7 separate regions of the Mus musculus genome follow, and regions 1, 2, 3, 4, 6 and 7 are each linked to region 5. Evidence: chromatin contacts called from public ChIA-PET, Hi-C, HiChIP or PLAC-seq, Micro-C and promoter capture Hi-C data. All regions are on one chromosome and are shown on one strand. The core of a region is the stretch at or near the end of the contact, and the rest is flanking DNA. Distances in the headings are between cores, read along the strand shown.

What was found. Hi-C and Micro-C count contacts between places; a contact is called where the count stands out from the background. ChIA-PET counts read pairs in DNA pulled down with a chosen protein or histone mark. HiChIP or PLAC-seq counts read pairs in DNA pulled down with a chosen protein or histone mark. Capture Hi-C pulls out chosen DNA fragments and counts their contacts.
Region 1: a contact with region 5 is called in a Micro-C map of embryonic stem cells, with 7 times the contacts expected there. The contact joins the promoter of Srsf10 here to the promoter of Hnrnpr in region 5. A contact is called at or near these places in 1 of 39 promoter capture datasets (pre-B cells), 2 of 484 Hi-C or Micro-C datasets (CD4 T cells and embryonic stem cells), 6 of 115 datasets of contacts at active chromatin or transcription factors (the SCID.adh cell line, bone marrow-derived macrophages, embryonic stem cells and 3 more) and 1 of 9 other capture datasets (adipose tissue).
Region 2: a promoter capture Hi-C map of pancreatic islet shows a contact between it and region 5. The contact joins the promoter of Pithd1 here to the promoter of Hnrnpr in region 5. A contact is called at or near these places in 5 of 39 promoter capture datasets (the C10 cell line, erythroid cells, frontonasal cranial neural crest and 2 more), 2 of 484 Hi-C or Micro-C datasets (embryonic stem cells and nephron progenitors), 7 of 115 datasets of contacts at active chromatin or transcription factors (the 230-238 cell line, the SCID.adh cell line, embryonic stem cells and 3 more) and 2 of 9 other capture datasets (adipose tissue and pancreatic islet).
Region 3: a contact with region 5 is called in a Hi-C map of regulatory T cells, with 6 times the contacts expected there. The contact joins the promoter of Hmgcl here to the promoter of Hnrnpr in region 5. A contact is called at or near these places in 1 of 15 datasets of contacts at CTCF or cohesin (the NIH/3T3 cell line), 2 of 484 Hi-C or Micro-C datasets (muscle stem cells and regulatory T cells), 5 of 115 datasets of contacts at active chromatin or transcription factors (the 230-238 cell line, bone marrow-derived macrophages, embryonic stem cells and 2 more) and 3 of 9 other capture datasets (adipose tissue, liver and pancreatic islet).
Region 4: an H3K4me3 HiChIP or PLAC-seq map of embryonic stem cells shows a contact between it and region 5, with 11 read pairs. The contact joins the promoter of Fuca1 here to the promoter of Hnrnpr in region 5. A contact is called at or near these places in 2 of 115 datasets of contacts at active chromatin or transcription factors (bone marrow-derived macrophages and embryonic stem cells) and 2 of 9 other capture datasets (liver and pancreatic islet).
Region 6: a contact with region 5 is called in an H3K27ac HiChIP or PLAC-seq map of epiblast stem cells. The contact joins the promoter of Kdm1a here to the promoter of Hnrnpr in region 5. A contact is called at or near these places in 15 of 39 promoter capture datasets (the 3T3-L1 cell line, the C10 cell line, the HPC-7 cell line and 10 more), 9 of 484 Hi-C or Micro-C datasets (CD4 T cells, CD8 T cells, the N1E-115 cell line and 5 more), 33 of 115 datasets of contacts at active chromatin or transcription factors (the 230-238 cell line, the SCID.adh cell line, SST interneurons and 21 more) and 4 of 9 other capture datasets (adipose tissue, liver, macrophages and 1 more).
Region 7: an RNA polymerase II ChIA-PET map of memory CD8 T cells shows a contact between it and region 5, with 62 read pairs. The contact joins the promoter of Gale here to the promoter of Hnrnpr in region 5. A contact is called at or near these places in 3 of 39 promoter capture datasets (liver, neural stem cells and pre-B cells), 2 of 484 Hi-C or Micro-C datasets (CD4 T cells and natural killer cells), 6 of 115 datasets of contacts at active chromatin or transcription factors (cardiomyocytes, embryonic stem cells, large pre-B cells and 2 more) and 3 of 9 other capture datasets (adipose tissue, liver and pancreatic islet).

The regions. Positions count from the first base shown.
Region 1 is chr4:135,854,465-135,857,558 of GRCm38.p6, forward strand. It overlaps Srsf10 (serine and arginine-rich splicing factor 10), which reads left to right and starts at 1,607. Exons shown (of 6, transcript NM_001080387.2): 1 at 1,607-1,827. The coding sequence starts at 1,763.
Region 2 is chr4:135,985,893-135,988,654 of GRCm38.p6, forward strand. Pithd1 (PITH (C-terminal proteasome-interacting domain of thioredoxin-like) domain containing 1) reads right to left here and starts at 1,352. Exons shown (of 6, transcript NM_025411.4): 1 at 1,046-1,352; 2 at 500-543; 3 at 49-126. The coding sequence starts at 1,243.
Region 3 is chr4:135,944,801-135,947,750 of GRCm38.p6, forward strand. Hmgcl (3-hydroxy-3-methylglutaryl-Coenzyme A lyase) reads left to right here and starts at 1,648. Exons shown (of 9, transcript NM_008254.3): 1 at 1,648-1,740. The coding sequence starts at 1,681.
Region 4 is chr4:135,919,427-135,922,223 of GRCm38.p6, forward strand. It overlaps Fuca1 (fucosidase, alpha-L- 1, tissue), which reads left to right and starts at 1,300. Exons shown (of 8, transcript NM_024243.4): 1 at 1,300-1,724. The coding sequence starts at 1,378. It overlaps Cnr2 (cannabinoid receptor 2 (macrophage)), which reads left to right. Exons shown (of 2, transcript NM_009924.4): 2 at 1-793.
Region 5 is chr4:136,309,627-136,312,399 of GRCm38.p6, forward strand. Hnrnpr (heterogeneous nuclear ribonucleoprotein R) reads left to right here and starts at 1,316. Exons shown (of 11, transcript NM_001277121.1): 1 at 1,316-1,463.
Region 6 is chr4:136,601,392-136,604,384 of GRCm38.p6, forward strand. Kdm1a (lysine (K)-specific demethylase 1A) reads right to left here and starts at 1,332. Exons shown (of 20, transcript NM_001347221.1): 1 at 841-1,332. The coding sequence starts at 1,194.
Region 7 is chr4:135,962,276-135,965,240 of GRCm38.p6, forward strand. Gale (galactose-4-epimerase, UDP) reads left to right here and starts at 1,450. Exons shown (of 11, transcript NM_001356493.1): 1 at 1,450-1,513. Hmgcl (3-hydroxy-3-methylglutaryl-Coenzyme A lyase) reads left to right here. Exons shown (of 9, transcript NM_008254.3): 9 at 1-393.

The sequences.
Region 1 (3,094 bases), core at 357-2,856, 450 kb before region 5:
CACCTACATTGGAACTGAACTCAGGTCCGTGCTCTGGAAGAGCAGCGCGTGCTCTTAACCGCTGAGCCACCTCTCTAGTCGCTTTCGAACAAAAAGATTTGCAGCAACTTATTCCCCCACCCAGATGACCAAATTATAATTTAAATCAATTATACCATCTTGCAATAAAGCAAAGATTCAAACAAAATACTGAAGACGCATTCCCAGCGGGCAGTACTTTCCTGAAGGCCTTCGGTACAGCCTCCTTCACACCACTCCTTTGGCAGAGCTGCTGTTTGGTAAATTGCACAACGTGCCCAAAAGCCTGGTGGTCAAGGGGTGTTGGACTTCTTGCTTTTCTTCTTGGTCATACTCTCATTCTCTCCGCAGTCCTCATGTTTACCAGAGACTGTGTGATGTATGTGAGGGAAGTGATGTGTGCATCTTCTCACTCATAAGTTTGAACTCCGTAGATATTAACGCATATAAGCCATATTTAAAAACAGGGCGCTGGGCAGTGGTGGCGCACGCCTTTGATCCCAGCACTTGGGAGGCACAGGCAGGTGGATTTCTGAGTTCGAGGCCAGCCTGGTCTACAAAGTGAGTTCCAGGACAGCCAGGGCTGTACAGAGAAACCCTGTCTCGAAAAGCAAGCAAACAAACAAACAAACAAAAAACCACACACACAAAAACAATAATAAAAATCTAAGTGTATTGCCCACTTGTGTATGGGTGCCCTAGGAGGCCAAAGAGGGAACTAGTAACAAAGCACTGAGCCCGCTCCCTCAACGTGGGGAATAGAGGGGAGGAGGCGCTAGAGAGAGGGAGGGGAGGGAGAAGAGAGGAGAAAAAAGGAGAGGGAGAAAAGCAAACCAGCTAGCCAAGGTTTTTTTGTAGCTGGGGAGTCCCATGATGAGGACTGAAAGTTGGAGGGGGACTGGAGCAAGAGGGGGACGATGGGCCGGGGTGAGTGGGCAGTGTCTGTCTTAGGGTGCAGGCAGGTCTGTGGGAAGAAACTTGGCTAGCAAATCCAAGGACCTAGATTGGATCCCCAGAAAACAACAAAGAGACAAACACCACCTCTTCAAGGCTGGAAAAGGGGTTCAGGCACCTTGCATGTGAGCAACAGAGACAAGGACAGCAGGGCCCGGGTCTCACGGGGAGGGAATTGCGTGCCTAGGTGACGCGGATGTGCAGCAAAGGCAGAGAGTTGCACGCACGGCACGCCGAAAGCTCTGCCCCTCCCCCAAACCCCACAAAGAATCTCTAAGTTCCTCTCTCTGGCCAGAGATCTGATAAGAAGCCCAGGCGCAACTCCGAACAGCGGATTCCGGAGCAGCCTCTAGCTGGCTCCGAGGCTCCCGAGCCCGGTCATGGTAGTTTAACCCGAGCGCTCGCCGAGAGGAGGAGGGATGGCGGGCTCGGCCGGGCGGGAAAGGGCGGGAAAGCGCAGCGCTAAAGAAAGAAAGAGGGGGAGGGGAGGAGCCCGCGCCTGGAGCCAATGAACGGCAGCGAGGCCGCGGTGCGCGCGTCAGGCCGGCGGCGCGCGCACGCCCAGAGATCTCGCGGGAAAAAGCCGTTGTCCCCCTCCGCCGGTGCTGCGGGGCGGGAGGTGGGAGGGGGCCTGGAGGCGGGAGCCAAGTCTCGCGAGAAGAGGCAGTTGCCGTAGCGGAGCCCTCTGGGTCTGTGCGAGTGTGGTGTGAGTGGATGTGAGCCGCCGCCGGAGCTGCGGACGGTTTGCCCGAGCCCGTTAGCGCCGCCGGCCCAGAGTCCCGCCGCCACCATGTCCCGATACCTGCGCCCCCCTAACACGTCTCTGTTCGTCAGGAACGTGGCGGACGACACCAGGTGAGCGCACCGGAGCAGCTACTGCGCGGGGGAGGGAGGCCGCGGGCGCCCGGCGAGCGGCGGCCGTGGCGCGGGGGAGGGGCGGGGCGAAGATGGCGGGGCCCGCGCCGGCTCTAGGCCGCGCCGCCGGCCTGCAGGAGCAAGGGCGGACACCGGGCCGAGCGCTGGCGAGCGAGCAGGCGTGAGGGCCGCGTGGCGGGCATTCGGGGGCCCCGTCCTCCCCCGCGTGCTCGGCGGCTGGGCCGAGCCGGCGGGCCGGACGTGTGTGTCCCTCATGGATCCGACGTCCACGTTCCATGAGGTGCACGCCCCCCTCGGCCTGAAAGGGATTTTTGTTGTTGAAAACGGGAAAAGGGTTGCCAGGCGGGGCGGCCCAGGCCAGCACTCGGGGAAGCCGAGGCGGGAGGATCGGCGCGAGTCGGAGGTCAGCTCGGGCTACGAAGTCAGAAGATGGAAAAGATGCGAGTGGGATAACGGGATAGCGGAGGGGAGGGTTTGCAGCTCCATCTCCCCCATCTGTGTGGATGGTGATGAGTGGATTCGAGATTGCTGTGGGGGAGAGGAGTCGTGGAGATTGGGGCGAGTGTAACAATTTTTCGGTTAAATGGAGTGATCCACGTGTTTTCGCGGAAATCTCTTTGAAAACGAGGTGCTGGAGAGACCGCTCCCGTTAGGGACCTTCGTGATTAACTTGGGTGAACGGAGGCGGTACTTTTAATAAAAGTCCGCCTTGTCTCCGGGCGTAGCCCCAGCACTCAGAAGACGGGTCTGGGAGTTCGAGTCTCGCCTGGTAAAGGGCTTTGTTTTCACAGCTTGTCCTTTGCTTTGAATTGCCTTCGGAATTTTTCAGAAGAGATTTTTATCACAGGATTACTCTTCGTGTTCGTACAAAATAAACTCCGAAGAAAAACTGAGGTTTTGGGTTTTTCTTGTTTTGTGGAGTTTTGTATCCTCTTTGTCATTACGCATAAAACAAAAGTGGTTAATTAACGACTTAAAAATTTTTCCATTTTGTCGTTTTAATACTTAAGTATGAAGTATGTAGATACTGTGATGGTTTTATTTCAGATTTTTAATGGCTGACCCTGTTGAACAATTTTAGCGTAAGCGGGGATGTGATGGGAATGCTTAATGCTGGAAATTGGGTTCCAAACCAACTTGACTAGAATGAGACCTGCCTTAAAACAAATATACAATACTTTTCAGAATGCTAGAATATTTGATGATTGTTTTTGCCATTTATTCGTTTTTTTTTAAAGACAGTTTC
Region 2 (2,762 bases), core at 102-2,601, 320 kb before region 5:
CAAAAGCTAGGTGGGAGTCTCCCGAGGGCCGAAGCCCTCACTACTCACAGTCTCATCTCCGAGGGGTGCGAGTCATCATCCTCGCCCATTATGATGACGCCTTTCAGCTTGACATTGCCCGTAAACCTGCCAGAATTCCAAAGAGAAGGTTGTCTACCTGGGATTGAACCCTGAGGACCAGCAGCCATGTGACTCTGACAAGACCCTTCCCTTTTAGCTCAGCTGACTCATCTGCCACCTGTAGTCCTTTCAAAGACCCTGTCATTCCATACCTCCAAGAAATGTAATCACCTCAATTATAATTCGACAAATGCATGTGTAGTCACACACACACACACACACAAGCTCCTATACTTACTTTCTCAAACCCACCAAAGAAAATCTACCCCATTTCTAGACACAGGTGTGCACTCTTGACATAGCCATCAAATGAAGTCATCCGAAGAGACAACTGGGTACAGCCCAGTTTGCCTGAGGCAAGAGCCAAGGAGATACTTACGGAATATTAAACAGGAGCTCTTCGTCCGCATCACTTTCAACAAACTGCGGTGCATGGGGAGGAAGCAACAGATATCTGCTGAGAAACTACAATTTCAGGCATCTGGCCTCCCTGTTCTACAAACTGAGTCGCGATGCAAATGGACCTGTCCCAACAACCCGCGCCCAGGTCCTCATAGCTGGGAGCTGCTCAGTCTCCATATTCTAATCACCACGGCCCCTCTTAGAGGGATTCTAATGGGGGTTTCCCAGGCTGCGAACTCAAAAGACCAGTGCTTCTGTGTACCCTTCTGGAGAACCTTCAAATGGCTCTCAAAGGGGTCTGGGTTCCAGGTTAGAAGTACGGATCGCGACCCCAGGCCAGGTGAGGCCATCGGACAGCCATCTGGACCAATGGTCAGAGGAAGAGACAGCAGTCCTCTCTGCTCTCCTCCCTCACATGCCCTCGCCGCCTCGGAAGGGAGGTAAAGCGCCCACCTTGCTCCTCTGGGCCTCAGTTTCCCTGTCTGTCTACCCTGCGAGGCCCCGGGGCTCCCGGGCCGCCCACCTTGGAGCGGTCGGTCCGCTCCTCCCACGGCTTGAAGACGCCGCGGCCGCTGCCCTCGCGGCTCTCGTTGAGGCACTGCAGTCGCTCCAGGTCGATGCGCAGGTACAGCCCGTAGGCCAGGCCGCGCTGCTCGGGCGGCTCCTCGCGCTCAGCGGCGCAGCGACAGCCGCCCCCGCCGTGGCTGTGGCCGTGCGACATGGCGACGCCGCCCGCCGGCTCGCCTGTGACTCCCTCGGCACCGCCGCTCACCCGGAGCTCACTCGGCTCCGCGACGACCGCCAAGCGCCGCCACCGAGGCGTCGTAAAAGGCGCCCCTGCGCGGCGCATGCGCGCGCGGCCCAGAGGGCGGGGCCGGGAGGGATTGACGTGGACCTGCGCCAGCAGAGCTGGACGCTGGCGGTGTCGCTCAGTGGTACCGTTCAAGCGTGGAAACTGTAGGGCTGGGGACGCGTGGCAGGGACGCGAATCCTCCCCTCCCGAGCCAAAGCGTGCGCTTTCTTCCCTAGCGGCCACCTTTCTCCGGCGTGGTGGATAAGGCGGGGCCGACAGCACAGCAAAGCTTGCCTCCTCTCTCCCCCTGACGCCCTGTTAACCTCATCTGTTTACCCCCTACTTTCTCCCGCCTCTTTTCCTTCTCTGTCTCCTTTCTCCGCCTTTCCTTCCATATTTTTAAGCTAGTTTCTCATGTGCCCCAGGCTGACCTCAGATGATCTATGTACCTTCAACTCCTGACCCTCCTGCCTCCAAATCCCAAATTCAGGGATTAAAGGCACGCACCACCAAATCTGGTGTTAGATTTAATTAGTTACATTTATTATATATCTATCATGGGTCTATCTATCTATCTATCTATTTGGTGTCTTCTGTGGCTTATCGCGCTCTTTCCCTTAATAAAGTGTCTTACTACCTAGTTTTGGCTGGAACTATCTACTGAGCCTGGAACTCACTGTGTAGATCAGACTGGCATAAAACGCAACAGAAATCCATCTGCCTCCGCCTCCGGGGCGTTGGGATTGAAGGCATGGGCCATCCTGCTCAGCAGCATCATATTTTTTTGATGCAGTCTCTCACCGGACTCGAGGCTCACCATTTAGACTAGGCTAAATGGTCAGCGAGCTTCTAGGCTCCACCCTCCAAAGCTGGGCTTGCTGCTGGGCCTGTGCTTGGCTTTTATGTGACTGCTGGAGATTTGAACTCTGTCCTTGTGTTTCCACAGCAAATGCTCTTAGCCGCTGAGTCATCTTCATAGCCCATAGCTACCTTCTTGATAGAAGGTATACTCACCACCAGACCTGGGGTGAGAATGCTGGGTCTGTCCCTGACGGTGTGACACTAGGAAAATATCACCTTTTCCTATTCTGAGTCATTTTTCTCTGTTCCGTGGGCAGGATAGTATCTGTTGAGTAGTCACACTGAATAGTAAGGGAAGAATGTGATTCAAGAACTCAACATGTGGGCTGGAGAGATGGCTCAGTGGTTAAGAGCACTGACTGCTCTTCCAGAGGTCCTGCGTTCAATTCCCAGCAACCACATGGTGGCTTACAACCACCTGTAATGGGATCCAATGCCCTCTTCTGGTGTGTCTGAAGACAGCTACAGTGTACTCATATACATAAAATAAATCTTAAGGGAAAAAAAAAAAAAAAAAAAAAAGAAGCCGGGCACAGTGGAGCACACCTTTAATCCCAGCACTCGGGAGGCAGACTGAGTTCGAGGC
Region 3 (2,950 bases), core at 398-2,897, 360 kb before region 5:
TGAGTTTGAAACCAGCCTGATCTACAGAGTGAATTCCAAGACAGCTAGAGATACATAGAGAAACCCTGTCTCGGAAAAACAAAAACAAAACAAAAACCAAAAAACAGGGCTGGTGAGATGGCTCAGCAAGTAAGAGTCTGAAGGTCCGGAGTTCAAATCCCAGCAACCACACAGTGACTCACAACCACCCGTAATGAGATCTGACGGCCTCTTCTGGGCAGGAGTGAGTGGGGTGGGCCGGAGAAAGCAGAGGTCCTAAATTCAATTCCCAACAACCACATGAAGGCTCACAACCATCTGTACAGCTACACTGTACTCATATACATAAAATAAGTAAATATTAAAAAAAAAACAAAGTAGAGGTGGAGACAGGTTTGTTTTTGCTTGATGGGAGCAGAAAGCCTTGTGGTTACAAAAGCAGGCCAGAGCAGGTTAGCAAAAATTCCTGTAAGTGCCTGAGGGTCAAGCTGACCTCAATGTCAGCCCAAGGTCAGGTCAGGATTTAGCAAAGATGTTTTTCTTGCTTCACTCTTATGGCCTCACAGGTGTTCTACATAGACTTACATGTAGGCAAAACAGCCATGCACATGAAGTAAATACACTAGTAATAATTTAAAACTTTGGTGGCCATCGTGGCACATATCTTTAACTCCAGCACTTAGTAGGCAGAAGTAGAGGCAGGCAGATCTCTGAGTTTAGGTCAGCCTGGTCTACATGGAGTATATGAGTACACTATAGCTGTACATATGGTTGTGAGCCTTCATGTGGTTGTTGGAAATTTAATTTTAGGACATCTGCTCGCTCTAGTCGGCCACCACTCACTCAGGCCCAAAGATTTATTTAATAAGTACATGGTCGCTGTCTTCAGACATACCAGAAGAGGGCCAGATCTCACTACAGGTGGTTGTGAGCCACCATTTGAACTCGGGACCTTCGGGAAAGCAGTCAGTGCTCTTACCCGCTGAGCCATCTCACCAGCTCCACAGTGAACCTTTATATTCTACTTTGTGACCTTAACCTTTGGGGCGGGATCTGCGCCATTCTGCATGATGCACACGCATGTTTAGTCATTTGAAGACTTCCCCACTGAGGCTGAGGACGGGAAGACAAGAAGGAAGTAAGACAGTGTATACACAGGGACACAATGATTTCCTAATGGCTAGCTTCAGGGTTTCACAAGTCACCCGAGCACCAGTAGTAGCCCCTAGAAGCCCACAGTTATAGCAGTCCTTCGCTAACCTAGGCCTTCTTGCCTTCCCTGTTCCTTTAAGACTAAAGGAGCCATCGGCTTGGCCCACCAGCTTCCCAGTCATCTTCAACCCCAACACGCCCTGGGAACACAACGCCTTTCAGAAGGCAGATAAATGGCCCTGGATTGGAACCGGGCGTGATTTAAGACGTGGGGGAAGCAGGTGGAGGTGAAAAAAATCTCGGGATCTACACATGGGCTGTCAAATGTCATGGCTCTTCATGGGACACGTGTTCAGAAAATCATGGAGTGGGCATGATTGGAGGGTAGAGCTACTTAGAGGGGAGTAGGAAAAGAAAACAGACAGGCTGAGGGGAGGAACCAAACTGGGAGCCTCACAAGAGGAGCGATGCACCGCCTCCGGCCCTAACCACGCCCACAGAGGGATCGGCGGTCACGTGGTGCCCAGTGGGTTGGCCTCCGGAGTGAAGATGGCGTCAGTGAGGAAGGCTTTCCCGCGGAGGCTGGTGGGCTTGACGTCCCTCCGGGCTGTAAGTGCTCCCCAGGCGGGTGACAGTCATGGGATCGGGCGGGCCTCCTCAGCTGCTGTGACAGGCGGAGGAGCGGGACCGCTCGAGGGACTGTTGCCGGGAGGATTTGAGAGTTCCGGACCCAGCCGGTCTGGCTCAGATCCATTGCAAGAAACGGGGAAACTGAGGCGGCGGGAAGAGAATCGACCCGCTGTGACTGTGGAGACCGGGGACACCATCCTGGGCGTCCTACCTCCCTTACGGTGACCCTGACTCCTTCCCCTATTTGAGCTTCGGATCTCTCCGGCCCTTCATTAGTGGAAAACAGTGTTCAGTGTGGGAAACACAAGCATCCCTGTCTGCCGCCTTACTCGGCCCTTGTTGCTTTTATGGACGCCTGGGGAGAACTTGGATCGCGTGGGCCGGACAGGGATTCCCTCAGAACTGTCCTTTGGGCATGTTTGGTCCTGGCATTCTGACCACGCGCAGTTATTTGAAGGAAGGGGGGGGGGGCAAAAAGAGCTGTGCTGGCTAAACCGCAAACTGGTGTCCGGGTGATCTGCCACTTTCTAGGCTGAGTGACAGAGGTGTGTACTCAGCTTGCTTATACGTAAAATGCAGAGTCTCAGGATGATTTAGTGAGTGACCAGTCAGTCGGTGGTGGTGCTTTGTGAGAGTTGGACTTAGGAGCGATCAGCGCCAGCGTCACTGCTACACCCTCAGCTCTGTGATGGCGCTGTTACGATTTTATGTTGGGGAGTTTAGGCATTGTATTAGCACTTGGAAAAACTACTTTCCTTGCAGCTCGTGGGTGCCTCTCAGAAAGCCCAGAAAGCCACTTCTGGCCGGGCATGGTGGCTCACGCCTTTAATCCCAGCACTCGGGAGGCAGAGGCAGGCGGATTTCTGAGTTCGAGGGGAGCCTGGTCTACAAAGCGAGTTCCAGGACAGCCAGGACTACACAGAGAAACCCTGTGTCGAAAGAAACAAAAACAAAAAAAAAACAAAAAAAAAAAAAAACAAAAACAAAAAAAATGGGAAAGAAAAAGAAAGCCACTTCTGCATCTTTAGTCTACCCACTTCCAATGATTGCTCAGGGATCAAATGAAAAGGCAAATATCAACGTGAAAAGTTAAGGAAATAAACCCGAGGGGGAGAGGGGGAGAGAATGAGAATTAAGTAACATGGTGGGTCATAATATCTATCTATCTATCTATCTATCTATCTAAGAC
Region 4 (2,797 bases), core at 50-2,549, 390 kb before region 5:
TGGAGACCTTTGTGCCATATGGACCATGTGACTTCTGGCTCCCATACTTCCTGAAGTTATGGGCACACACCATATACCATTGGGCGTGTGCTGACTGTAGAGGAATTGGGTGACTGGCCATATGAGTTTTAGAGATTTTCCCAGGGCAAGAGGGTTCTCTTGGCTCTCAATTTTTCTGGTCCCTCATGCCTCAGTGGTCCCCTGTGTGTGGGTCAGGCATGCTTGTTTAGCGGTGCCAGACTGAAGCTCCGGCCTTCCGGTGTACCAAGCAAGTGTTGTACTCCTGAGTCAGGTTTTCTTCAGTTAGATGCTAACTAAGCTCTCTGAGAGACCCTCAAAGTTTTTGAGGTGTAGCTCAGTCAGTAGAGTGCTGCATCTGCAAGAGCAAATCTCTGGGTTCAAAGGTCAGTACTACCTAAAACCAGGAATGGCAGTGCCATCCCCTACCTGTAATCCCAGCACTCCTGAGGTACAAGCAGGAAGATCAGGAATGCAAAGTTACTGTAGCTGTAAGTTCGAAGCCAGCCTGAGCTAGTTGAGACCCCCTTACCTCAAAATAAATTTAAGTTACAATTCTAAATTAAATTAAAATGTCTAGGGCTGGAGAGATGGCTTAGTGGTTAAGAGCACAGACTGCTTTTCCAGAGGTCCTGAGTTCAATTCCCAGCAACCACATGGTGGCTCACAACCATCTGTAATGGAATCTGATGCCCTCTTCTGGTATGTTTGAAGAGAGCGATGGTGTACTCATATACATAAAATAAGTAAATAAATCTTTTTTTAAAAAAATGTTTAAGTTCCTCGGAGTTCTTGTTAAGTTCAACGGACAAAAGATAGACTAAAATAACCACGTCTGCCCTTAATCTTTCAGCAGCCATTTCTCTCCCTCCGCATAAAGCTCCTTCTAACCTTGTTATTTCTCAATCTCTTCGGCAACTCTCCAATCTGCTAAACTCCACCTGCTGGCTGGAGGTATAGCACAGAGAACCCGCGGCTCCTAAATAGTCACTAAATAAAACGACCTGGCTTCAGCCTTCCCCTGAAGATTGGTGCAACAACGTGGACTTCTCCCAGTTTTCCCCACACCTTGGGTCTTTCTCACTTGCGGGGAATCCGGCAATTAAATCCTTAGGCGAGTCTACGGAATTTAAATTCAATAGAGCAGAACCAGCAACGCCGCCTTAAGTCTTTCTCCCTTCCAATGCCAGAGGGCGCTCCAGAGCCGCAAGCCTGACCCCACCCCCTCTCCTTCCAAGCCAATCGTTACTCTGAGAGGCGGGGCTACTCGCCGGCGCTTGCGTGTTAAGAGGGGGGCGGTGCGGGCCCGGAAGCAAGGATGTAGGAGCTGAACTTGAGTGGTGGGCTGTGGACTCTGGGATGCTGCTGCTGCTGCTGCTGCTGCTAGTGGCTGCGGCCCAGGCAGTGGCCCTGGCTCCGCGCCGCTTCACTCCGGACTGGCAGAGCTTGGACTCGCGGCCACTGCCGAGCTGGTTCGATGAGGCCAAGTTCGGGGTGTTCGTGCACTGGGGGGTGTTCTCGGTGCCCGCCTGGGGCAGTGAATGGTTCTGGTGGCACTGGCAGGGCGATCGGATGCCGGCCTACCAGCGCTTCATGACAGAAAACTACCCGCCCGGCTTCAGCTACGCCGACTTCGCACCGCAGTTCACAGCGCGCTTCTTCCACCCGGATCAGTGGGCCGAACTCTTTCAGGCTGCCGGGGCCAAGTGAGTGCGGGACGGGCGCGAGGCGGGAGCAGGCAGGCCATAGCCGGCGCTGCCTGACCTCGGAAGGTCCAGGACCCTACGTTCTGCATCTCGGAGGAAGGACGCTAAAGACGAGAATCCAGCTGAGGATCAGTTAAAAAAATAAATAAATAAAATAAAATAAAATAAAATTAAGGCGGGAAAGCACTGGGTGGTACACCTGTGCGGAGAGAGACTAGAATCAGGCTACATCGGTGTCTCGTTTGAAAGGTCCAGAACACAGCCCAGATTCCCGTCGGTGGCCCTGAGTTGTAGATCTGACCAGTCCCCTTAGGCTACGGGTAGCGTCCGTCCGTGGAAGCTTATAAAAAAGCGCCGCCTGACTTCCTTGTAGCCCTGTGCCTCTAAAGGAAGAAGGAAGGATGGAAGTTTGGGGTTGCTCTTTGTTGGGGTCTCCCTCACTTCTCACTTGCTTATAGTAGAACTCAGAGGAGGAAGGGGGTTGTTTGGGCAAAGCCCTGCAGAGGAAGTGCGTTTTGAGAGCCCTCTAAGCCAGAGAAAATATTGGCTGACTTTGGACGCGGGATTTGGCCACTGTGAGGGCAGCCTCCCGCTCCTGGCTTAGTGTAGTCCTCCGCTCTCTTCATTGATTTTCTGCCAAACTCCGACTTTTTATTCCCTCGGGACGTTAGGTTTTCTCCCCCGAAGGGAAAGGCTGTGTATAGCTGGCACTTAGTATTTTCGCCAAGTAAAAGGCCTGAGGGAACAGAAATCTGTCATCTTGCCATCTTGAGAGCCGTAATTTACAAAGTTGAACTCCAGCCTTTTTCCAGACTTCCTGTTTAATGGACGAGGTAACTAGCCCAGAGAGAGGAAGGAGAGGAAGGAGCCTGGTGTCCTAGACTGCAGGTCTATGATCTGGAAGTGAAAGCTCCAGAAAGCTCATGGGACAGGTGTGCCCAGGCTCTGCAAGCCATACCCAGAGGGCGTGGTTATTTGCTTGTTGAGTGGGAAGGGATTTTATATTTCAGAAGGACTTTTTGAAAGGGGAAAGAGATGTATTGCAGGAAGGACTGATGAAGTTCAGGGGCCCC
Region 5 (2,773 bases), core at 66-2,565:
TGGCCTGGAACTCAGAAATCCGCCTGACTGCCTCCCGAGTGCTGGGATTAAAGGCATGCGCCACCACTGCCGGGCCACAGTCAGGATTTTAAACTTGCATTTGAGCCGTCTCTCCAGCCCCTAGGACAGGCTTTACAATTTACAGTTCTGGAAGCAGGGAAGTCCAACATTGAGAGCACGCGGGGATAAGGGCCGTCTCCCTACGCTGGAAGCGCAAAAGATGCAGAGAAGATCTAGAGTCAGGCATCAAACTCACAGCCTGGAGGCCTATCAGTCGGCTTTAATGCTTTGAGGGTGGAGTCCTAGTGCCCGAAACACCTCCCACTACCGGCCCCACCTCCCAGCACTACTACATTGGCCATCAAGTTCGTATCAAGTGCACTTTTGCACATGTCCGTTCAAAAACGCATGGGTAGACTAACAATAAACTTTGGTTTATAGGATTTGAGAAACATGATCTCCAGATATGTTTGGAAGCAGATCCCTTGACCTTCTTCACTGAGGTAGTGTTGGGACAGGAGTGACAGGTGAGAGGTTTATGAATAACAGGTATTAGTTTCTTGGAAATGAACCCTTTGCCCGCTTGCCTGGCTTTCAGTCGTTGATCCAGTGACCCTACCTACTCTAGTCTCCAAACTCCGAAGGGTCCCTGCTTTCTGTTAGCGTCACTCTTGAGTCAGATCCACGTTATTCTGTGAGGAGAAGAGCCAAGGAGGGAAACAGGCAGTTTCTCCAGTCATTCTAAGGGATGCTTTTCTACAGAGAAATCTCCAGCGACACGAGTCAAGTCACCCTGAAGTTGTGTTTTGACTAGAGCCAAGATGATCTATTGATGGAGCCCAGCGTGTGGCGAATGGGGTGTGCTCGGGACCTAACGCTCAGAACGGCGGGAGGGAGGATTGGAGATAAGGGACTCCGGCGCGGGGTAGCAGCGCCATTGCGGAGCGTGGCCGCCGGGACCCGAGGGGGCGGGGCTCCGGAGGTGGCCACGCGGCGGGAGGCCTAGATTTTTCAACCTCTTAACGGTGGTAGAAGAAGAGGGAGGAGCTTCGGCCACGCAAGGCCCGCTGCCCCGCAGCCTCGCCACTACCAGGGGCTCCCACCAACAGACCCCTTTGTGTGCATGCCCCCGCCCCGGAGGCGCCGCAGCCAGTGGCGCTGAGACCCCTCATTGGCTCAGCCCGACGGCCACACCGATTGGTCCTCGGAGTCCCCGACGTGAGGGCCGCTTTCCCCTCTCTCTTATTGGCCCGTCAAGCTGCCCGTCATACGGTCTCGTGGGCCGATTGGTCGGCCGCACGGAGTCCCTGGAAGCAGTTCCGGGAAACCCCGCGTGCTGCCGGGATCGCGTCTCGGTCCATGCGAGGGGGGGAGGGGGTGGCGCGCGCGCCATTTCTTGTCGTTTTCAAAGCGCCTCGCGCTGCTTCTCACGGGCCAGGCCGCCAGCCCCCAGCTCTGCCCTGGTGAGTCTCGCGCTGGCCCGTGGGGGGGAGGGGCCGGGAGTCCCGGTCTGACCGGACTCGGCCGGGTCCAGGCTCGGCGCCCTGGCCTGCAGTTTGGGTCTTTGCTCCGAGGCCCCAGGGTGGGGGTGGGGATGGGCCGGGGGCGGCTTCTGCTCCGGCCCGCCGCGCAGCCGCGGGCCTGAGTCCCGCCGCGGCGCCTCCTCTCTCTGTCGCTCATCCTTCTCAGCCCCTCCGGTGCCCCGGTCCCTCGGTCCGCTGTCCTCCGTGCGGCCTGCCGGTCTCGCGGTGCTTTTTCCCGCCTCCGCCCGCCGCTGTCCGCGGCCCCGGTCCGGGCGAAGGGTTTCAGGCGTTTCCCCCTGACCCCGGTGCTTGCCCCCGAGGCCTGCGGTCAGGCCTGGCCCGCCTCTCGCCCGGCGGCCTGTGGGATGTGTTGATAACCGGGTCGCGCCCGAGGGGGTGGGGTGAGCCGAGGGCGGGGTGCAAGTCCCAGGGTTACCTGAGCCGGGAGCAAACTTTTACGGGAGTCGGAGCCGAGGGGCCGAGGTATGGGGGGTGCCTCCCGCCCGATCCCCAACCTGCATGCTTCGAGCCGGGATTTGAAGGAAAAAATGACTACTAAGAGGCCGTGACACTTGGTTTCGAGCGGCGCCTGAGCTAGGTAATTCTGAGAATGTCATAGGCGCTCCAGTTTGGAAAAGCGCTTCTTTTTCTTACACGGTAGTAGCCATGTGGCCAGAATTTTAAGACGAAAGCCCAGGGGTTCTTGAAAGGTTCAGTCCTTTCTCGTTACCTGTTTGGGATTTTTCCCCCCCTTGCCCTTTAAAAGCAGAATGTGTCAGGAGTCAGTCGTAGTGATTAAAGGCTTGATACTCCCGAGCTGTGAGATAACCGTTAGCTTTCCTTGGTTCTTTTAAAAGCCCGTCTCTCAACATTTTGCTTAGAGATGTTCGCCACAAGTCAGGGAGAAGCTAGTACTGACTTCCCGAGTCTCCCAGCGGTCCTTATAAATCTTATTTAAATGACTTTATTTTGTAATTTTCTTTTTTTTGCAAAAATGTTTGTGTCAAAGGGTTCCAGTCACGTTAGAATATTTGCTGCATCCAGAAATATGGTTTGGCTGTGTGGCATTGTTGTTGAATCCCCCCTCTTGATCCGAAGGATTTATTTCCTAGAGTCTATTTTACCTTTTTTTTTTTTTTAGGTTAAAGTTGACAAAATCTGAACATTTTAAAAGTTTTGATATCAATGGTAGTCATAAATGTCTTGTGCTTAATACATAACTTGTCATTTTGCTTCACGCATACTTTTCA
Region 6 (2,993 bases), core at 82-2,581, 290 kb after region 5:
TGTGCAATAAAGCCACACCAATGCTTAGCAAGGTTACTGACCCAGAGGGTTGTTTGTTTGTTTGTTTGTTTGTTTCAATATCGAATTACACCTTGTCAAAACACCAAACTCTGAAACTGCAAACCTCTTTTTACTCATTCTTAAAATGAAGCTAACAATACCAGTCCAGTGGTGTTTGGGAAAACGAAAAACGCTGGCCCTGTGCCAAATGCACCATCTGGCATACTGGGGTGTGAGACAGAGGTTATCTGTGGATAGTGTTGGATTTGATGCCAAATCTTTATCTTTATATTCGCCCCGTGTCCAACTGGTATTCTTCATTCGCTTCCACAATTTGAAAAAGTCTACCCGGGCCCCAAGAAAGCGCTGGCCTCCAGGCCTGACAACCTCAGTTCGATTCCTTAGCATGGCGGAAAGACAGGAAGGACTCAGGCGAGCTATCCTATGACCCCAACTCGCACACGCACAATAAACGATTGGTTTTTGTATATTTTATTATTTTATCTTTAAAAAAAAGAAAGAAAGAAATAAGAGTCTACGCGTACCTGGCGTACAGCAAGACCTTTCAAAAACAAAGAAAAAGTCTCTTTCTTTTCATGCAGCTTGACTCTTAGAGCATCACACCCATCTCCCCGGTGTACACAACCCAGAAGCCGTCCGCCGTCCGCACACATCAGACACACAGGTAGACAAACGCGTCGGGAAGCCATCTTTCCCAGTCAGACCATCAGGGTCACACCCTCCAGCGCCCGATACACCGGGTCCCCGCACAAAGGCCGGGCCTCCCCTCCCCCGGCCCCACTCCGGTCCCCGGGACCAGCGGTTCGATCACGGCCTCACCTTGGCCCGCTTGCGCCGGCTGGTCCGTCGGCCCTCCGGGGTCTCGGCTATTCCGGTCTCCATGGGCGTCGCGGAGCCGGGCCCGGCTGTGGGCCCCGCCTGGGGCCCAGCAGACCCCGGCGGCTCGGCTAGGCCCCCGGGCGGCGAGGCCCGCGGAGGCTCCTTCTTTCGGGGAGTGCGCTCGCCCGCCGCCCCCGTAGCCATGTCGGTGGGGCCCGTCAGGCCCGCGGGCGGCGCGGCCACCTCAGAGCCGTTCTCGGCACCGCCCGCCGCCCCGGACCCGGCCTCGGTCCCAGCAGCCGCCGCCGCCGCCGCTGCCGCTGCCGCCGCCGCCGCCTTCTTCCCAGACAACATCTCGGGCCGCCTGGCCGCCGCGGGCCGCAGGGGCCGATCGGTCTGCCGCTCCGTGGGTCCGCAGCCGCCTCGCGCCTCTCCGCCCCGCACCTCTCACGCTCCGTGCGAAGCCAAACACCCCCGCGTGCGCACGCGCCCTGCGCGCTCCCGCCGCACCAGGACAAAAAAGCAGCCGCTTGTCCCCGGCTCAAGACCAGAGAGCGACGTCCTGGAGGCTAGAGCGGCGCCGCAGCTCCGATCGCGAGGCTGACCTAGAGCGCCCCCTGCGATTGGGAGTGCGACCCAGCATATCCGCCTGACTTCGGGTTCTGAGCCCGACCGTTTTCATCAAGGACTCTCAATATTCACCCCATACACTAGTCACTTCAACTAATAACATTCACTCTCCCTGCAGGACAAGGGGTGGATTATGGAATTCCGGCTTTCAGAGGGCTTACTACCTAATTGAGACAGGGGAACACTCTGAAGTACAACTTAATTAATGATCACTTAATTATCCTGTGCTCTGTAACTCAACCTTTAGAGCACTGGCCCAGAATGTATATGGCCCCGAGTTATCCCTAGAGCTAGGGAAACTAGCTTCATAATGGCCCTGCTTGGACTGTGGGGAAATAAAGAGTGCACGAATTTCCACGGTAATAAAATAGAGAGAAATGAGGAATTTCTGGTTTGAGTCAAAGTGGACTCGCTCTTGCCTCCAAGCCGTGTTTATTTTCTTTCTTGAGGCTGCACATGCTCGCCACCATGCCTCCTCCTCCATGCCTCTCATCTCCAGGCGCATAACACTTCTTCAACCTAGGTCAGTTCTTTCTTTTCTTTTTTTCTTTTTTGGGGAGGGGGGTGGGGGATTGGTTTTTCCGAGACAGGGTTTCTCTGTATAGCCCAGCCTGTCCTGGAACTCACTTTGTAGGCCAGACTGGCCTCTAACTCAGAAATCCACCTGCCTCTGCCTCTGCCTCCCAAGTGCTGAGATTAAAGGCATGTGCCACCACTGCCCGGCTTGGTCAGTTCTTTCTAATGTTGTGAATGTGGGTGTTTTATTCATGAGATGTTGAGATGTATAGGATGTTGGGGGGCTATGAGATATTCACCAGAGAAGAATGCAGGCATGGGTTTAAGCCAATAGAAAGTATTTACTTGGGGCCTGGGGAGATGGGGGGCTGGAGAGATGGCTCAGTGGTTAAGAGAAGTGACTGCTCTTTCAGAGGTCCTGAGTTCAATTCCCAGCAACTACATGGTGGCTCACAACCATCTGTAATGGGATCTGATGCCCTCTTCCGGTGTGTCTGAAGACAGCTACAGTGTACTTAGAAATAATAAATAAAACTTTTTTAAAAGCTTCAGTTAGCCAGAAGCAGAACTACAGAAGCCAAAAAGCAAGGTCAGTCCATTTCCCAAAACTACGGACTTAAATGGATTAAGCCTTTGTTTTAGTTTTGGCAGGTGGTACTGTCTATGTGTTAAGTTTTACAGCTTAAATGGTATTTCCACCATTGAGTTAACTGTGGTAAGATCTTTCAGCCTACTAAGATTTGGGGCCCTGTTACAGGGTTTTGCTGGTTTGTTTAATTCTTCCAAGGTGATGAAGTTGAACACAGAACAGCAGGAGGAAGGTTGCTGGAGGAAACTCCATACCTTGATCGGGGTGATGCTTACAGAGGTGTGAGTATTCACTAAAATTCACTGAACTCTGTGAACAAAATAGACTTTAAAAACAAAAACAAAAAAAAACTAGGCCTGAAGGTGGTGGTGCACGACTTTAATCCCAGCACTTGGGAGGCAGAGGCAGGCAGATCTCT
Region 7 (2,965 bases), core at 200-2,699, 350 kb before region 5:
ATGGAATGAGAGCAAATGAGCCGGCATCACAGAGGTCCCTGTCCCTGATGATAAGGGCTAGAGCTGCCTGGCCTGGGCCAGCTCCCCAGAGCTGTGCCTAAGCACTTGCTTGGGATGGCCCTGGGTGAGTCTGCCTGCCAACAGAGCTGATGTCCACCGCCGCAGGGCCTTTGTTCTACCTCTGAGGACAGAGAGCAGTTTCCCCTTATGCCAGCAGAGCATTTGCTGGAATGGTGGGGGTTGATCTGCATCTGTGGTCATCTGCCAACGAAATCTCCACTCTGTGTGTGATTTTTTTGAAAACAGCTTATGTAATTAAAGGTTTAATTTTCTAATATAACATTCAAACGTGTGTTTATGGGTGGAGGAGTAAAATTGCTCTGAGGGAAGAGGGAAGGTTTTGTGGCTGGTTCATCTTTGGATCTCTTCCATCGCCACACCCAAGCCCCCAGACCACTGACTGGAAATCATTGCTGTGGGGAACACCCTAGGACTCGCTTCTGAGAACGTGCCTGTTTCCAGAGCAGGAAGATAGATCAGGAAGATAGATCTCTTACTGGTCTGGAACTAGCTAAGGAGACTAGGCTGGCTGGCCAGTGAACCCCAGGGATCCATCTGTATCTGCTTCCAGTGAGATAACAAACTTCCACAATGGTCAACTTGACAGTATTATTATTATTATTATTATTATTATTTATTCACGCGCTAGCTATCTTCAGCTTCCCTTTTCATAAACTCACTGAAATTCTGCTGGGCCTGAAGACCTGTACTACCAGGAAAGATTTAGCTTCATTTATGTATTTGTGAGAGAATGCCAGCTATGTATGGTATGTGCAACGGAGGTCAGAAGCGGGCATGGCATCCTATGTAATGAGAGGCGGTAGGTATGTGGGTGCCAGAAACAGGACTCGGGGCCTCTGCAGGAGCAGCCTCCCGAATGCTGGGATTAAAGGCGTGTGCCACCACCGCCCGGTCCCGCTTTGTATCTTAAACCGAGACAAAAGTGTCTTGAGTCCCTATACGGGGGCAGGTGCGCAAACACAGCTTTGGGGGAGGGAGGCAGCGGCTCAGCGATGGGCACAGCAATTGCTACTGTGAATGTCAAGGTTCCTTCGCCATCGCGGGTTTCTTCCCACGTGAACTTGGACGCAGCCCGGGCCAGCCATGTCCTCCAACTGGAGCTGCCCGACCAAGGGTTTGACACAAACAGTGGCTCTGAGTGGAGGGACTAGAAAGGGCCCAGTCCCGACCTTGTTTCTCCTCAACAGCCCGCCGGTAACCGGATGGCGTCCGCACCCCTCATTTCCGCCCTCGATGGAAGCGCACTGCGCAGGCGTTTAAAGCCTGTGCAGACCATTTGTCCCTCCAGGGTTGCCGTCCAGGCAGTAACCCAGTACACACGTTTCCTGGAGGGCGTGGAGGGGCGGGGTCGGGCTGGGCTGTCAGGTCTTAAAGGGGCCGCGGCGCTGGTCGCGGGAGGCGGTGCCTGGAGTCAGCGCTGGAGCTTCCGCAGGTTCGGCCGGTAGAATGAAGGGCTTAGTGAGCTCGGAAGGGCCAATGCTTGGTGGGGAGCGAGGAGGTTCCAAGAGGGTCGGTTCGTGTTCGGAACAGGGCCAGGCTCACCCCTTCTGCTCGCGTTTTCCGCAACCGTAGCGGGGGCCACCCGAGCCCATTCATTCGGGGCTCGGCTCCCCGCTCCTGCTCCCAGCCCAGACCCGAAGTCCAGAGCTAAGCTCCGCCTCGCCCAGGCTGCTGAGACCCAGCATCCGCTCTCCTGCCTTGTACAGACAGGGAAAACTGAGGAGGGGACCGCTGACCAAGGTCATCCCCTAGTCCGGAGCGGAGCGACCTCAGAGCAGCCTTTCTGCCACCAGAGTCCCCTCAGCGACCGCCTCCCCGCGTCTTCGCGCAATGCGGGAGCTGCAGGGAGTCGCGGGGCATAGTCTCGGGGATCCCCCTTAGTCAGTTCTTATTGCTGTGTGACCCCAGGCCGACTGCCTCTGGGCTCAGACCCTAGTACCCAGGGCTGGTAGAAACACCTGCCACATCCAGATGTTGGGAAAATAACGCACAAGTGCGGGGTAGTGATTCTGGGTCGCACTGGACGCCCCGTCCAGTGGGCTGCAGCAGAATAACCCCAGCAGAAACTTGAGGCAGCTCGGAGAAAGACGGCAGCGAGCCAGGTCGTGAAAATGAAAGGCCTCACTGTGTGGACTGCCTCTCTGTCCGCCCAGCAGTTTGCTCAGGGTGGGGATGCACACCTGGCAGCGGAGAGCGAGCCAAATCCACGTCGACACCGGCTCACTTGGTGCTGCCCTCCTTGGGCGGGATCTGTGGCTCCAAGTCAGCTGGGCCAAAGCTGAGCTATTGGCTGCCCCAGGGTGGGGTGAAGCCCTACCCACTCCAGGGCTGTTGGCACTGCAGCCTCTGAGCTGGGCACAGCCTTCCTGGCTAAGGACCCCACCCTTGAGGCCATTTGGCGTTCTTACTGCTTCCTCCCAACTGACCTTCCAGGGGAAGGGTTGTTGGAGCACTAGATGTTAGTCATCAAACCCAGGAACCTTTTGCTCCGGGGAAAAGGTGTCAGTTTACAGGGACAGGTCCCTTTTTCTGTATCCTAGCCTCCCATTCTTAAGCGATGTTCTTCTGCCCGAGACTGTCCATACTCCAGACATGGAGGCAGGAAGGGTGGGTCTTCAAAAGGCCCATCTTCCCACCCTCTGTCAACAGGAACTAGACAGCATGGTGTGTCTGATGTCCTACATATGCAGGTGGCAGACCTTTAAACTGCTTCATTGGGCCCTCCTAATACATGGGGTGTGTACAATAATTAGTTCTAGAGGTGAAAACTGTGCCCTAGAGAGAGTTCAAAACGTCAGCCCCTACAGCCAGAAACTGGTAGTTAGCTAGTTAGACCCAGGGCTGATTCTGGAACCTCTCCTTAAACTAGGGCTCACCCCTACAT